2 separate regions of the Anas platyrhynchos genome follow, and region 2 is linked to region 1. A link is a contact called in public Hi-C data. All regions are on one chromosome and are shown on one strand. Each heading gives the region's core, a stretch centred on a gene start, on an enhancer-like site or on the middle of the called end of the contact. The rest is flanking DNA. Distances are from core to core; before and after follow the strand shown.

What was found. Hi-C and Micro-C count contacts between places; a contact is called where the count stands out from the background.
Region 2: a contact with region 1 is called in a Hi-C map of liver, with 2.2 times the contacts expected there. The contact joins two enhancer-like sites. A contact is called at or near these places in 2 of 8 Hi-C or Micro-C datasets (liver and skeletal muscle).

The regions. Positions count from the first base shown.
Region 1 is chr6:11,176,410-11,184,043 of IASCAAS_PekinDuck_T2T, forward strand. No RefSeq gene overlaps it. Among named protein-coding and RNA genes, the nearest start is that of CCSER2, 29 kb to the right of the region's middle. Within about 2 kb of position 3,197, at least 2 of the 8 cell types and tissues checked have an H3K27ac peak or open chromatin away from gene starts, as enhancers often do.
Region 2 is chr6:11,235,373-11,243,006 of IASCAAS_PekinDuck_T2T, forward strand. All of the region lies in intron 3 of CCSER2 (coiled-coil serine rich protein 2), which reads left to right. Among named protein-coding and RNA genes, the nearest start is that of CCSER2, 30 kb to the left of the region's middle. Within about 2 kb of position 4,344, at least 1 of the 8 cell types and tissues checked has an H3K27ac peak or open chromatin away from gene starts, as enhancers often do.

The DNA of each region.
Region 1 (7,634 bases), core at 1,947-4,446:
AATTGAATAATATATGAGTAATTTCAATCACTAACTTTATCTAAATATGAGGAACAGTTTAAATGCCTTTCCAGAGAATGTCCCACCCGTTCTTTTGAGGAAAATAGGGTTTCAACAATAGCAATACTTTAATGAAAGCCCTTATTGAGAATTGAAATTAATTACTCAATTGCATAAAAGGACTTGTGATGAAATTAATAGAGTAGAAAATTTGTAATGTTAATTCAAATCTAAATTGACTATGGAAGAAAACTTCAAAGGAACTACTCCAATGGGAGCCTTTTGCTGGCTGCAGTAGGCATGGGTAGGGCCTGGTGTTACAGAAGAGCTGTAAGAAATGTCTGGTGGAAAAAAACATTTTGCTACTAAAATCACCCAGGATGAGAAGATGATGAAGATGATTGACTGGCGGTCTGTGTGCCAGGTATGGGATTAGCAAGCAGGCAGAGCTCCTGCCAGTTACATGTTAATAATGTCACGGTAGGGTCAGATTAACTGGGGGCATGCCCAGTGCTAAGCTGCTGTGGGGTCACCTTGGCCTGACCCCGGGCTTCCCCTGCAGGCACAGCTTGCTGCACACCACAGTGAGTCTCATGTGCCCTTGGCGTAAAGTGTCGATGAAATATAGCCCAGGATCAGCCTCTGCTGTTTCAGGTGCAGTCTGTCTCTCTCAATATGGAGTTTTTAAGGCCCTTCTGGCACTCTGTCATCTATGCTAGAGGCTTACATACCCTAGTATCCCTCTGCAGGTGAGGCCCGTAACAGTGTCAGGTTATTGATGCAATTTATCTGTTGTCACTTGAGGCAAAAATCACTACATTGAGGTGCTTGCAACTGGTGTAGCTGGAAATGACTCATCCAGAAATCTTTAAAACCTGACATCCCATCAGCACCCCCAGAAAATACATTGGGAAACTTCAACAGCTCTGCAGTATTCTGTTTGGAAGGCAGTCCATAAAAATGCCCTGTGTTGGTTCCTGCTGTATGAGAGCCATACGGTCATTTAAAACTGCAGTAAAAAGACTGCCCAGGTGCAAAGGGAAGGGGGTTGGATGCAATGGGAAGTCTTAATCTCATTTCCAGGTACTGCCATGAATCAGCTTTTATATGAGCTGGGCACAAAGCAGCATGGGGCTAGGTAGATGCATGTAACAGGACTCAGTGGCATGAAGTCCTTTAAGTCAACTTTTTTTTTTTTTTAACTCACAATTAGAAATGGCTATTCTGTTCATTTAGAATTTCTGGGCTGGTACTTGCATGATCTACTTCAGGCTATTGTGCAGCTTGAGAGACTTGTAAGAGGAAGAAAAGGGCTATTTTGAGTAGGAAAAGCTCCTAATCTGTAATTACAGCACCACCACTTAGCTCTGGCAATTTAGCTACAAATGTCAGTGAAGGAACTGGGGAGCAGCAGCACAGCGCACTCCTTCAGTGGGCTGTGGTGGTCGCACCCTGCTGGCAGCTCAGCTCCACCACAAGCATGTTCTCACTCCCTCTCCTCAAAGGGACAGTGGGGAAAGCAAGCAAGCTGGGAAAGAAAAAGGCTCCCTGATTGTGGTAAAGGGAACTTCACTGAAGGGAAAAGGGGTGTGAGGGGTGGGAGCAAAGGTTCCCACTCACATGGGGTGGGAGATACCCCTTTGGTCGGTTTAGGTCAGCTGCCCTGGGGACTTATTGTACAGGCTGAATTTGGGTTTTGGATATTCACAAGCAACTTCCAGGAGGTGTCATATATTTGGGCAGAATAAACCTGGAAATGTATCTACCACCCTGCATGTATCAGGCTATTAATGAACTAATGCACAGTGCAGTGAAGGAGGAGGCCAGCAGCAGCATCAGGTGCTTTGTAGCCCAGGCTGAAACCAAATAGGCTGTCACAGACTGAAGGAAAAAACATTTTTTCTTCCAGCAAGGTCCTGTAACTTTTCTCCCTCATATTAAACAGAAGGACATTTCTGTAGAGCCTACAAGTTCAACTTGTGTATTGATTATGCGGAAAGCATTTTGTTTATTGCTGCAGAATTTGCTGGATGCCCTCACAGGTGAGGGAATTTTCCACTTCTAGATCCATTTCAGTCTCATGAGCACATTAAAATGTATTTTCGACAACTACCTATGGTGCTCAGAGGCCAGGAAAATTCCTTTTAGATCCCTCAGGGTCCGACTCCCTCGTTCTGGTTCTGCTGTGTCATCCTGCAGCGCATCCTGCTGTTGTATCGCTGCTGACAAATCAATTCCCTGGGCCATCAGTTAACCCCCGTGGGCCTGCTACCTAGCTCTGCAGCAGGCAGGGGACTTTCTCCCCTCTCAGGAAGGTACAAGAGGAGTCTTCTCCCAGGGAGAAGTCATAACGATGGCAAGCAACACGCAGGCAGTGCTGCAGACCTGGATGGGACTTTGCACGTGGGATTTATCTTTCCACTAGCACGTATGTAAATGCTGTTGTTTGATGAGAGTGAAAAATGCATCCCTTCTGAAATGGGAGTGATGTGGGGCTGGCTGCTGCATGGCCCCCTTTGGCAGCCTGTAACCCCGCCGCCACTTGACTGATGTGGACCAGGGCTACTCTGATGGGTGCTGCTGATGCTTTCAATGCCACTGCAAGAGAGAAACAGAGAAGACAACAGAAAGTCATGTGTTACATGTCTGGTACAGCTGGGGATATCTCAGTAGGGTTTCAAGGAGCCTAAAAGGCCCTTGAGATTTTCATTGTGTTTTATAAATTCATTTGCAGGGACTGACATTAAGAGCGTGCTCTCAGGGCGCTGGTGATGTTTCTCTGCTCACTGGAAGTGCCTGCATGCCTCTCTTCGTGCTGTTGTTCCACTCTTCAGGTGGCACAGGAGCTTGAGTGCTGCTTTTGCCATCCAGCATCACTGTGTGTATGAGTGCCACGGCCAGGATCACAGCTTCCTACTCCCTTTGCACTTCTCCCCTGCTGCTAATAACCCCTCGGGAACGTGCCAAAACAAAAAAGGGGACAACCTCCAGTCCCTTTACTTAGAAACGGAGGTTGCAAATCCACCAGCTTTACTCCAAATCTGTGCCAGGGTAGGGGCAGATCCTGGCCTTGGTGAATGTCTTGGTGAATTCCTGGTGCATATTTTCCATTTGTCATCTTTAGACCTACACTTCCCTGCCTCTTGGGGGTGGGAGAACACTTCTGAGCTCAGGCTTTCTGCAAGGAAAGGGTCTGCTCATCAGAGGCATGTTTACACGGGGGAGAACTAGCTTTGATACTAATTGAGAAGTTGGCCTTGTATACTGCGGCTGTTTTCACATGCATAAGCAAATACTGCTGTAAACAATAGTTTAGATCCTAGGCAAACATTCAGTGCTGAGGCCTAGAAATAAAAGTTTGTGCTCCATTTCTGCTTTAATGTGCAGCTATGTTAACTGAAAAGCATACAAAAATAGCAATAAAAACCTCTCGTGCTGGAGTTAACACTGTGGGCCCATCCAAACCAATATTCCTGAAGGAAATGGGGTGAAGCCTTTGCAGTGCAAGTGTGCTCCTTGGTTTGCTTGCAAAATGTTTCTCCACGCAGGCACTGGAAGTAACTGCTAACCTTTAAGACTGCACAGTAATACTAACAGGGCTTCCTTTTTAAGGCTGTATATCCTGCTCTCTGGAAATTAGTGGGGGAGAAACTGGGGTGGGATCTCTTACTTTTGAAAGAAGCTTCAGTTTTGCAAGGCATTTCAGCACATGTTCATGGACTTATCATACTCCCTTTTCGTTCCACAGGCTCCTTAGAAAATTGTAGCTCAGTAGCTACGATTTAGGTGAAATGTTAGAGCTACTTCTGTTATTGCTGTTCTTACATCATGAGGACATACCCCAAAAGCTATATCCATTCTGCTTTGGCAGCTTGAAACAGTATAGCACACAAATCCCTACCTCAAGACTGAATTGCGATCAGCCTGTGCAGTTACTGGTGCCAGAGTATCTATGTCAAAAGCAACCTGAAACTCTTTCTCAATAGTGACTAACTGAATTGGATTTATTTCATGGTATATGGGGTTGCTGTCAAGCATCCCGTTGACTGGAAAGTGTCTAGTAACTCTAAGTTTAAAGTCAGTAAAGGAATGCAAATAATTAAATTAAATTAGTACATCTACAAGTCTGTCAAGATGAAGCAGAAATATAAGAATAGGTGCATTACTGTCGATAACCAAGGCTGAATAAAAAGTGTAAAAAATGCCATAATAAACTACAGCAATTAAGTTGAAATAACTCGATGTTTGTCAAACAAAACTCTAGAAACCTTACATTGCTTTGAAGCATTTATTCCAATTAAAAAATATTAAATACATACTGTGCTTTGTGCTAGAGAAACAAAAAGAAAATAAATCAGAAGATAATGTAGAAATCCTTGAAGAATAGTCTACTTAACCACTTTTATTTTTTTTCTGTGCTGTTATCTGTTATTGCAACTGTTCATGTAAAGTTCAGACTTTGATTTTTTTTTTGATGGCGTTGGTACTGTGTGGTAATTCTCTGCTTGAATGTGTCCTAATTATGGTATCAAATAGTTGATATGAAACAGACTTCTGTTCTACACAAAGGGTTGACTTTATGCAGAAGTATAAGTACACTTCCAAGTACAAAAAGTTTTCCATTATCTAATTAACCAAGTATAGGTGCAATTTTAATTTAAATCATATGGTAGCTATTATTTAAACATGAATGTACTTAAGTCTTGAGATAACTGATTTTAATGTAGTTAATAGTAAAGCACAGGTTTTCATTTTTAAAATCTCAGCCAAGCCAAGAAAAGAAGAAAACCTAATATGTGAGTCCCAGGCTAAGCCATCATTTCAGTCATACAAGAAGCAGACAGACATCATCAAACCCTGACCTGAAGCTATTTATGGGGGTGTAATATCATACTTAGATGTCATATTGTGCTTTTTTCTTTAGCAGGCTTTAGATAAGCACTTGCTCCAAGGAACAATTGGTTCAGATGATGGAGTAAGGTTGCCTGCTCTTGTCCAAGATACCATCTTTTGTATCCTAATAAGTCTCATACACCCTCTGTATTTCTACAAATGACAGCTGCAGCTGAGCTTTCATATCAGTTGCTGTTTTATGTGAAGCTTATATATTCCTCCCTATTATTATACTCTTGCAATGAACTCAATCATCGCACGTTAACCAAGAAAGCAGCTTCCTCCACTCAGGCCTTTTGTTCTGTAGATCCAGTCCTGTAAATGCACACCTGTTAGAGTTCTTGGAGTGGCAGGAATAGCTGCAATTTGTTATTGCTAATTGATCTCCTGCAGGGGAGGTGGCCATGCAGTCCAGGAGCAGTGGGCTTTGCCTCTGGTGAGGCAGCAGGTGGAGGGGAGGAGGAGCTGAAGGTCACAGGCTGTAGGGATGGTCACTGTCAGGGGGCTCCACATCCAGCTGCTGAGGGCCTGGTCCAAATTCCACAAAGCCAGGTGCTGTCAGGAGTGCTTTAAATAGCATTTTTAGGGGTTACTGGGACATACTAAGTGACATGTAAAATTCCTTGTAGTGCAGTTTTCTGTGAAGCTATAAATCTGTGCTTATGTTGCCTGCTGAAGGTTGTTTATGCTCTCTCTGCATAACGTCTCCATTTTTATGCCTCCTGAATGCAGATGGAATAATTAAATACTTGCATTAATGGACTGTTAACCTATTGAATCCTTTCTTTAGACAATAAAAAACTTGGTAGCCGAGTATGACATTCCAGGCCAAAAGCTTGCTAGCTTCTGACACAAGACCACAAGGCCACAGCTGAATTCTTGGGCCATTCTGCCTACTTTCTTGGTACTACAGCAGGCAACCATGGCATACGGTCCTTCTAAACCAATGAAGCCCCACAGACACAAAGCACACCATCTTGCTTTGCTGTCTAAGCTGGCAGTTGTCTCCTGCTTCATGCTAATTCCAAATGAGACAACTTCTACACAGATTCTAAGTTTTTAGAAAACAACCTATTATTTTGATAATTCATATGAAGTGAACAAGCTATTTTGTTTAAATACCAACCTAACGCTGATATGCCAAGACCCCTCAGCTCCTGAGAAGCAGTGTTCCCCGGGGAAACCAACCAAAGATACCTCTGTAATGCCATTTTAATTAGATCCAGCTACCACTAAGAACCACCCTGCCCCAAAGTGAATTGGCAAGTGCAGCAATTCGACTTCTTAGAAGCTGAACTTAAGCTGTTTCATTTTGGGGTTTAGGCTCCACCATCCATCCCCAGTGCAGGAAGTTGGGTCCTTCACACCTGCAGCTGCAGCCAAGCCCCGCATGGGCTCAGCCTTCAGCCCTTCTGTAAGCAGAACTTAAAAGCAGTTGTTCCCCCTGCATTTAATGAAAAGCTGGAGAGAAGAAAAGGCCAGCGATTAGTAACAGTAGCTAGTTAATTGATAGAAATGTTAGAAAAACCTTTGATAATCCCGTGACGAATGTCCGAATGGGACTGTGACAATGACAGCTTTGGAATACGCACTCATCTGGAAAAGCAGCTCCAGTATTGACCAAATTGCTAGATCTATTTCAACGTGACTTTGCACTTCTCATCAACTTTCAGCAATGATTATATTACAGGGGCCTGTACTGTATGCTTTTTTACTCTGCAGTATTAAAAGTCTCCTTAAGGTATCTACCAAGACAATTACAGCTCCCTTTTTGCTCCCGTATGTTGCTCTGGGGGCCTTGCACTGGAGTTGTGTGCTCCCAGCTGTGCAGGCAGAGCCAGCAGGGCTCCTCTGGGCCTCAGGAACAGCCTGTGGCCTGCCGGGGTGAAGGACAGAGGGAATTTGTGTGAGCACACCAAGAGCGGAGCTGTGCCTGGGCAGAACGGGCTTGTCTGGTGTCACTGATGACACTCCTGTATTTCTGGGGCTGGGGGTCCTGGGGGGCCCAGGACAGCTGACAATGAATCTGTGGACGGCACTGATCTAACATCCCTACCTATGGAAATTCATCCCTGGTGCATCCCTTATGTGGGAGCATGTATGCAGTCTGTCGTTACACATTTCTTGTTGTTCTGCATTGGTCTTGCACTGGCAAAATCCCAGAGGTTTGGGGCTCCAGCTGTACCTCACTGGCCGATCACTGGCTGGCAGTGGGGAAAGCCAGAAATGGGACTTCTGTTCTTGATGCTTCAGAAGCCAGTATCTGAATCTGGAAATGAAATTTGAGGTTCTTGCCAGAACTTAGCAATAAAAACATGATTGAAACATGTCTCATATGTCAGGCCAAATTTTACTAAGCCTTTCCTTTGGGAAAAGATAGAGATTTCCAGGGTGGATCATGCTGGATATGAAAGGCTAGAAACATCTCTTTTCACTTCTAGGCTGCGTGTGAAGTAAGCAGAAACATGTTTCAGCCAGAAGGCTGAAACAATTTAATCCTCTTTCCTAGCCACTGGTATAATTGCAGGCCAACCCTGAGCCAGGTGTTAGAGATCAGACCTTTCTGCCAGCATAACCGGGCTGTGTAGTGAGGAAAGGGAATATTCCCACCAAGATCCTACAGGGCTGAGTGGAGCAGATTTTTTTTTCCTGCCACACTTAATATGCAGAGCTAAGCAAGTTCTGTAAAGCTCTGCTGCTCTGTTGTAACTCATCCAAACACCTGGGACCTGTCATGAGTT
Region 2 (7,634 bases), core at 3,094-5,593, 60 kb after region 1:
TTCTAATTCATAAGCTTAAAGTGAGGCTTCCAGTATGAGTTTGCAGCTGCATATGCAGTGTAGTATTTTTAGTTAGTTTATAGCAATTCCTCTTTGATGTTTTTCTTTATTCTACCAACTGGCATCATTTTTCTGTAACAGAACTTCAGAAATACTCTAGTGTGCTTCAGTTAATTGTATTGCTGTGTTTTTTTCAAGTATCACACATTGTTTTCGTTGCTCCTAGGAAATCTTGAAACAGGTAGGCATGTACTCAAAGAACAGTAGAGTCTTAATTTTGGTGTAGTTCTGTTGTTTTTTGTCAGTGCAAACAAGAAAATCACTTAAGAGTATACAAAATGAAGTGAGAGGAATCTAACTGTGTTTCTGAACACTTGACAGATAACTTGATTGAAAACATATGGATTGGCACACAGTTTCCTTTTTTTTTTTTTTTTACCTGAAGTAGTGTCCTAGTAAGTTATAAGAACACTGGTGTTGAATCTTTTTGTGACTGACTTTTAGTTACAAACCATCCGAAACTTTGAGGAAGGGCTGTATCTTCTACATATTAGGGTCAGTTATGTTTGTAGTATGTGCAAATCTGGTTTCTCTGGATGAAATGTGCACACCCATTTCCAGTCTTACTGTCTCCACAGTTCTAAAGACAGGATGCACAGTTCATTTAAAGACTGGTCAAAATAGGTTTAATAAAAATATTTGATGTTTTTGTTCTCTTTTTTTTTTTTGTTAATTAGAAACAACTGTATTAAGTAGCCTGTATAAGAACACACAAAGGCTGTGTAAAAAGTCATATTCAGTTCACATGGAAATTCTAGCTAGGGCATAACTAAAACTTAGTGTACAGAAGAAACTTAATTGATCTCCTGGTAGCTACCTTGCCCATGGTGTTCCTCTAAATTCAGATTGTTTTGATTTCACTATCAACTGGGAGTTGTTTGAGCCTGAAGGTACTTTTACATAGCTCTTCTATTATAACTGAATTGCCAAATTAAACTGGATTGTTCTTGGTATTTCATGCTATGTGTTTTTCAAATTCACCGCTGATGCATGTGCCTAAGAAGAGGCAGTAAAACCAAGTTCAAAAGTATTTGGAGAGCTGAAGCATGTGTCTCTACTGATCCCTAGAAATGAGCAGTAGACCCATCATACAGGATGTCTGGTAATCTGGAAGTCCTGAGGTAACAAACTACTTAAATTGTAGTTCCTCCTGACTCTCAAGGTCTTCCTCTCACCATACTCATGTAGGCTGAACCTCGCAGCTCTAATATAGGTTTAAGTCAGTGGAGAGAACATCATTCATAGCGGTGTTTTTGCCATTTAAGAGTTTAAGCAAAAAATACATATTGCTTTATGATGTAAAATGGTCCATTACTTGTACATTAACTGCAAGTAACTTCAGAAGTAATGCTGAACTTCTGATATTGGTAGACTTTTCTGGAAACAGAAGCAATGAGTAGAAAGGAGCAGATATTGCCTATGTTCATTACACTTAATGCTTATGTCTTTCTGTTATTGTGCTCTAAAGTAAATCAAACCAAAACTGGAGTTACAAAACATTCCTAGCCGTAGTTGAAATTCTGCAGAAAGATGATCGGACCATTTTTCCCTCCTGGTGTGTTTTTGTAGATTCATTACTGGAGGCTAGATGGCAGTAAAGGAATGCTTTTTGTGGCTGTGGGATTTCACTTGTGCTGCATGTTTGGTTAGTGCTATTGCTATGAATTGGTAAAATCTCAACAGAACAGTTAATATTTCAGGTTTTCTTTTTCTTTCCCTTTGTGCTCTTGAACTTCATTTTTTTTTTTTTTACATGTTCTAGCATATAATTAAAATAATTAAGCAGCGAGCCTAGCTGCTCTTTGAGAAATAGTGGATAGTAACTTAACCTAATAATTATTTCCTATCTGCGTTCTGTAAACCTAGATAGAACATACAATGCCCTTATAAAAATGTTTTCAAAGAGGAATACATCATTATTTAAGACTAATATCCAATAGTTAAAATGTCTTGGGTATTCAGAACAAAGGTCCTGTTGCATTTGTTGTCTTGGCAACACTCCTTAATGGAGCATGAACAAAATGATAAAACACTTGTTTGGATGTTGGGCTTAATTATCCCTAATATGACTTGCAGCAATACAACATTTAAAATAGCTCCTTTCCTACCCTGTTCTTGGTTTCCTGGGGAATTCTAGCCTTTCTCTCTGGCATACCAGAAGGATTACTGATACATTTTTATAAAAATGTGTATATTTGTATACAGTCTTGCATATAATGAATAAGTAATGTTAGAAAAACCGGTGTATTATATGTAAAAAAATCTAGTCTATATTTTTGTTTGAGGAAAAGAATACTTTTCACTTTCTTTAGTGATGCTTGCTGTCAACAAGAATTCAAACTGGAGGAATGATTGCAAAGGCTTCAGTTTGCCTTCTCTGTTAAGGTTTTTGGAGCTAAAACTATGTTTTGCTATTTGCACATCTGCTACATCACAGCCAAACCCTCCTGTTTGTACAAATAAAAGCAATAAGCCATGTTCAGCTGGACGGGTAGGTATGCTGTTTGGAGGCCTAGCCAGGTTTCTCTTCACAAAACAGTAGTTCGTAAACTCTCTTATTTTGTGGTGCTTTTCTGTGGTCTGGAACTAGTTTCCTGTGAATTATTTTCTACTTCTTCTTGTAATACCCATGCTTTTTTGAATACCTTTTCCAAGTGAATTCTAGAAGGTAGGTATCTTGTAGCTGGCCTCTCAGGCAGCCCCGTCTTTGTTGCTTTGTACAGCAGTACAACTTCACCATGCTGTTGGGCTGCTGAGATGTATCACAGCTGTATTGTGATACTTTTCCTAACTTCAGAAGTAATCAAGTAGAAGCTTTGCTTGCTTGGTCATTCTTAAGACTGTTGCACTGGAGGAAATGTGTGACAAAAGTTACAGTATCCGTTCAGCTATTCTATCTGTTTGTTTGTTTTAAAAAAAAAAAAAAGAGGAAAAAAAAAGATAGGATCTCAAAAAGAGCTGTGCCTTTTCATTGGGAAGTGGTAGGATGGGAAATTTCTGAAACTGAGTTTGTTACAAAAGAGAGTGCTGGTACGAGGAACTGCTGTAGTCCTGTTTTGAAGGGTCCTCTGGTGCATTAGAAAAGACCCTTAGATGTAGAGCTCAGTGATACGGTTTAGTGGAGAACTTGTTAGTGTTAGGTCAGAGGCTGGACTCGGTGATCTTGGAGGTCTCTTCCAACCTAGGTGATTCTGATTCTGAAGTGCATGTTGGATCATCTCTGCATATGAGGATTGTTCTGTTATGATGCTGCAAATGTGAAGACTCCCATTTCTGGATGAATTAAATGAATAACTTGAAACTGTTACCTACTTCTTAGAGGCTTATACATTAGTCTGGAAATTTAATTTCTTATCCCAGAGTCACTATACGTCATCTGTTTCAAGAGTATGTTTTTTGAGAACTTTGATTACAGTTTCCTCCTGTGTGACATGAAGCAAAATCCATATTACTGAATTTGTTGTAATGTATCCATCACTAGAGGATCAGACTCGTGTTAAAACCCGTATTGTGCAGCACCCGTATTGTGTTAAAACCCGTATTGTGCAGCACCCGTATTGCTCACTGTTCTGCTAACGCAGACACTGATGTTTCTATTTAGGTAGTCTCTCTTTGGTAGTAGACAAAGAATGAAGTTGACATCTGACCAGAATATCTGACTTATCTTTGTTTTGTGGTATGTGACAAGCACACCTGTCTGCTTTAAATGATTTAGGGGCTTTGGCAAGCTGCTTTTTTTGAAGTTTACAAGGAAGTACATTGTAATGCTAACAGGTGTTAGTTGTTGTTTTTTTTTTGTAAGACTTGGTTGGTGTCCTGCATGTCAAATTTTAAAAAACATTTTTAAAAACTAATTACTCAAGACATATAACAATAACTCTGGTATTTTGAGGGTTCTGGTAGGAACTTGTTCAGAGGACTTGTAATTTATGCAGTTTGTATGTCTTCATAAGTTGTAACATCTTGAGAATCTAGTCTTGTGAAATTTAAAAAAAAAAAAAAAAAAAAAAAAAAAAAAGATAGTTTAGTGGGAAGGGACCTCCAAAGGTCAGAGACCAACTGCCTGACAACTTTGGGGCTGACAAGTTGCAGCCTCTTGAACGCTGATAGGCATGGGGCACCAACCACCTCTCGGGGCAGCCTGTTCCGGTGTCTAACCTTTCAAAAGTTTTTCCTGATGTCCTGTCTGAGCCTTCCTTGGCACTGCTTTGAACCATTCCTGTGTGTCCTGTCACTGGATACCAGGGAGAAAAGAGGAGTGCCTCCCTCTCCACTTCCCATCCTCAGGGAGTTGCAGAGAGCAACAAGGTCGTCTCTCAGCCTCCTGTTCTCCAGGCTAGTCAACCTGAGTGCCCATCCTCTCATCACAGGAGATGCCCTCCAGCCAGTTTACTAGCTTTGTCCTTGTCTGGATGCTTTCAAGGACCTTAATGTCCTTTTTATATTGCAGAGCCCAGAACTACATGCAGTATTGCAGGTGAGGCTGCACCAAGGCTAAATATATCAAGAGAATCACCTCTTTTGACCAGCTGCTATGCACTTTTATATACATTATTCTTCTCAATGATACAAACCAAGTAGGATTATTCCCTTAATGTAACTCTTAATACTTGCTAAAACATGTAATAATCTATAGGGTTGTAGCTGGTGTAGTTTGGAGAATTTCTACATCCATTCTAGGCAGAACTTGATGATAGTAGCTGTTAAGCACTCTTCTTAACAATGTTACTGTCTTGTAGTTAAATTCATTATACAGCAGTAAGAATAACCGAAGGCTGTAAATGCAGGTTTATATGTACAAACTTGCTGATGAAACCTGAAGTTTATCTTGTAACTATTTCAAGATGACATTAACAACAGTTCATTTCCTGTTATCTTTCCTACCTAGATAACTGTAGGAAATGCTCAAAGGGAATTCACATGGGGTCCAGATATTGCAAAGACTTCATAGTCAGATTTTGTTTTCTAGCATGGAGTTGCCTCAGTGCGGTTCAGGAATGTATAATTAGGGAAACATAATGAAATGTGCTGTTGACAGAGAAGTATGTTTGGCATCTCAAATGCTGACCTTTTCTGACATCATTAGACTTCTGAAGCTCTGATACAGGGATAGCAAAGTGGCTTATCTGGGTTTATTAGTTAACACTCTGACATACTATGTTTTTTGATTGTATTTTAAAATGCATTTGCATGGTAATGGCAATGTTTTCAACTTCCTTAAGCATTTGTGGCCACTGCTCAACTAATTTGTCATGTTCATTAAGGTTCCCACAGTAGGGGAAAATAGTCCTTCTTCGTACTAATTTTGAAGATCAAAGCATGGCATAGAAGCTATTTATCAACTAACAAACTGAATTTGCCTCTCCAACACCTACATTTTACAAAATTGCTTTAAAAATACACGTTGCTTAAAAACATTTGAGTTCCTGGAAAAATGTAAATTAATGGATGTAAAAATGAGTGAACATCTGCAGTCTGTTCCCCTGAATGGTAAATATGCATTTTATTCAAATTACTTTCAATTTGTGAAAGCTTTTCTCTAGTAATTTATTATTCAGTGTCCTGATATTCTGTGCTTTTCTTCTGTTCTTTTCCTGTAAATAGTTAGAATGACATATGTAAGCAATATTATTCAGGTAGGACTTCTAGAATATAACAAAACGAGGTGGTTTTGTCTCAAATATTCCACTGTCCCTTGATACTGCACATGTTTTATGAAGTGAATGTTAACTTCTTGATTCATATCCTCTCTCCAATGTCGAGAAGTGCATTTCCCTGCAGAAATGGAGAATGTTTATTGTTCTGTCAAGAAAAAAAATCTTAAAATATCCTTAGCTTTTTCCACCATTTGTAATCAAATAGAGGAATACTTTGTGAATACTATAGGAACACTGCAGAAGAACATTTGGGTCAACAGTTCAGCGATGCCTGTCAATGTTATTTGTTTCTGACATCTCTGACAAAGCAAATCTAACATGATTAGCCAGCGAAGGGATAGCTTTCCAATTGAATACAGTTTTGCGGTGTGTTGATAGTCTGTGTACTAGTGTACAGTTCTGTTCTTGGAAAAGAAGCAGGTGTGAAATGTCTGAATCTAATCCTAGGCCTTAAAGCTATGACTTCTATTTGCAGGATTTCAGAAAATAGAGGTCAAGAGCTTTAGAGCTGTGTAACCATTAACAATTTCCTTAGACCTGCTTCGTATTGTGATCACTTGGTATTAATACGTTTATTTATCTTTGAACAATCAAGTGAGAGAGTCTGTGTTCTCTAATCAAGTACTGCATTTTGTCTGACATAGCTTTCCAGCAGCATGTTGCTAGCAGCATCTGGCTACTCCAACAGAGTATTTTGCAGCCTTGACCTCTTGAGTTTTTTTTTGTACTGTTGGTGTTCTTAAAGGAAGAGAGGTTAGTTTATTTCTGTCTCTTTCACTGTCAGTTGACTTCGCTGTCACTGCAGTTGTTTTCCTGTAATACACCTGACTAATTTTTTGGATGGAGTATTGGTACTAATGTTACTGCATTTTTCTGTTATTATCTTATTACACAATGTGATGTTTTGTTTGTAACTTCAGAAACAGCTTTATATATAGCACATTTTTAAAGACAAAAGGCAGCAGCGCTTGGTACTGATAATTACATATTTTAAATTTTGTTGGCCGAAAAAGCAGCTGGGAGCTGTAAGTTCTTGTCAAAACCTTGGGACTATTCCAATCTCTGGCTGACAAAACATGTTAAGGGATATAGGTGTTCTCTTCCTTCTGTTCCACACTAAAACATACTTAAAAGCTAGAAGCATGATCATGTACTGTTTCTCATCTCTTTAAACAGTTAAGTTTCTTGTTTTTTTTTTTGTTTTTTTTTTTCTGAAGTACTAGGTGCCTTTGGTAACATAAAGAATGGAGAGGCCTCTGTATTCCTTCGTTTTAGAGGGGCAATATTTGTCCTGAGTCTGGCTTTGGTTATTATTTATGTTGAAATAAAGCAGTAAAGTAAATCTGAATCTGAAAATGGTGTCTGGACATGTACATTTAGTGAAAAGGAGTCAAAGGTATAAAGTGGTGGCTTTCCCCTGAAGGATTCAGTAGAAGAAAATGTGTCAAAGTTAATCAATTATAGCTTGCATTGGGTTTTTGTCTCTTAGTGTAGGATGGGTGTGCCGATGCCGGAGAAAATCTGTAGCTTTTCCAGATTATAAATGGCTGTTCTTATTAGTATTAAGAGTTATTCCCTTGTAACAGTATACAAGTAAAGGAGATTTCCATCCGTATCACAAATAGGTGTAGAAAACAAGTGTTTGGTGATGGCAATGTGTTCACCTTGGAAAATGTGAAAGTACAGTTCTGCTCAATAATTTGCTTAGAAAATAATCTTCCCTGTTCTTTTTCTTGCTATTCTAAATAATTTGTTTGGAAAAAGTGTTTAAAGTCAATTTTTAAGCCTTCCATAAAGACAACACGTAAAAGAGTTGGAACACTGTTCTGGGATTTAAGATAAGGCTTAAACCAAGATACTATAGGTTCCTAACCCACCCCTTTCATTTTCATGACATGATGATCTTTTGATCAGTGT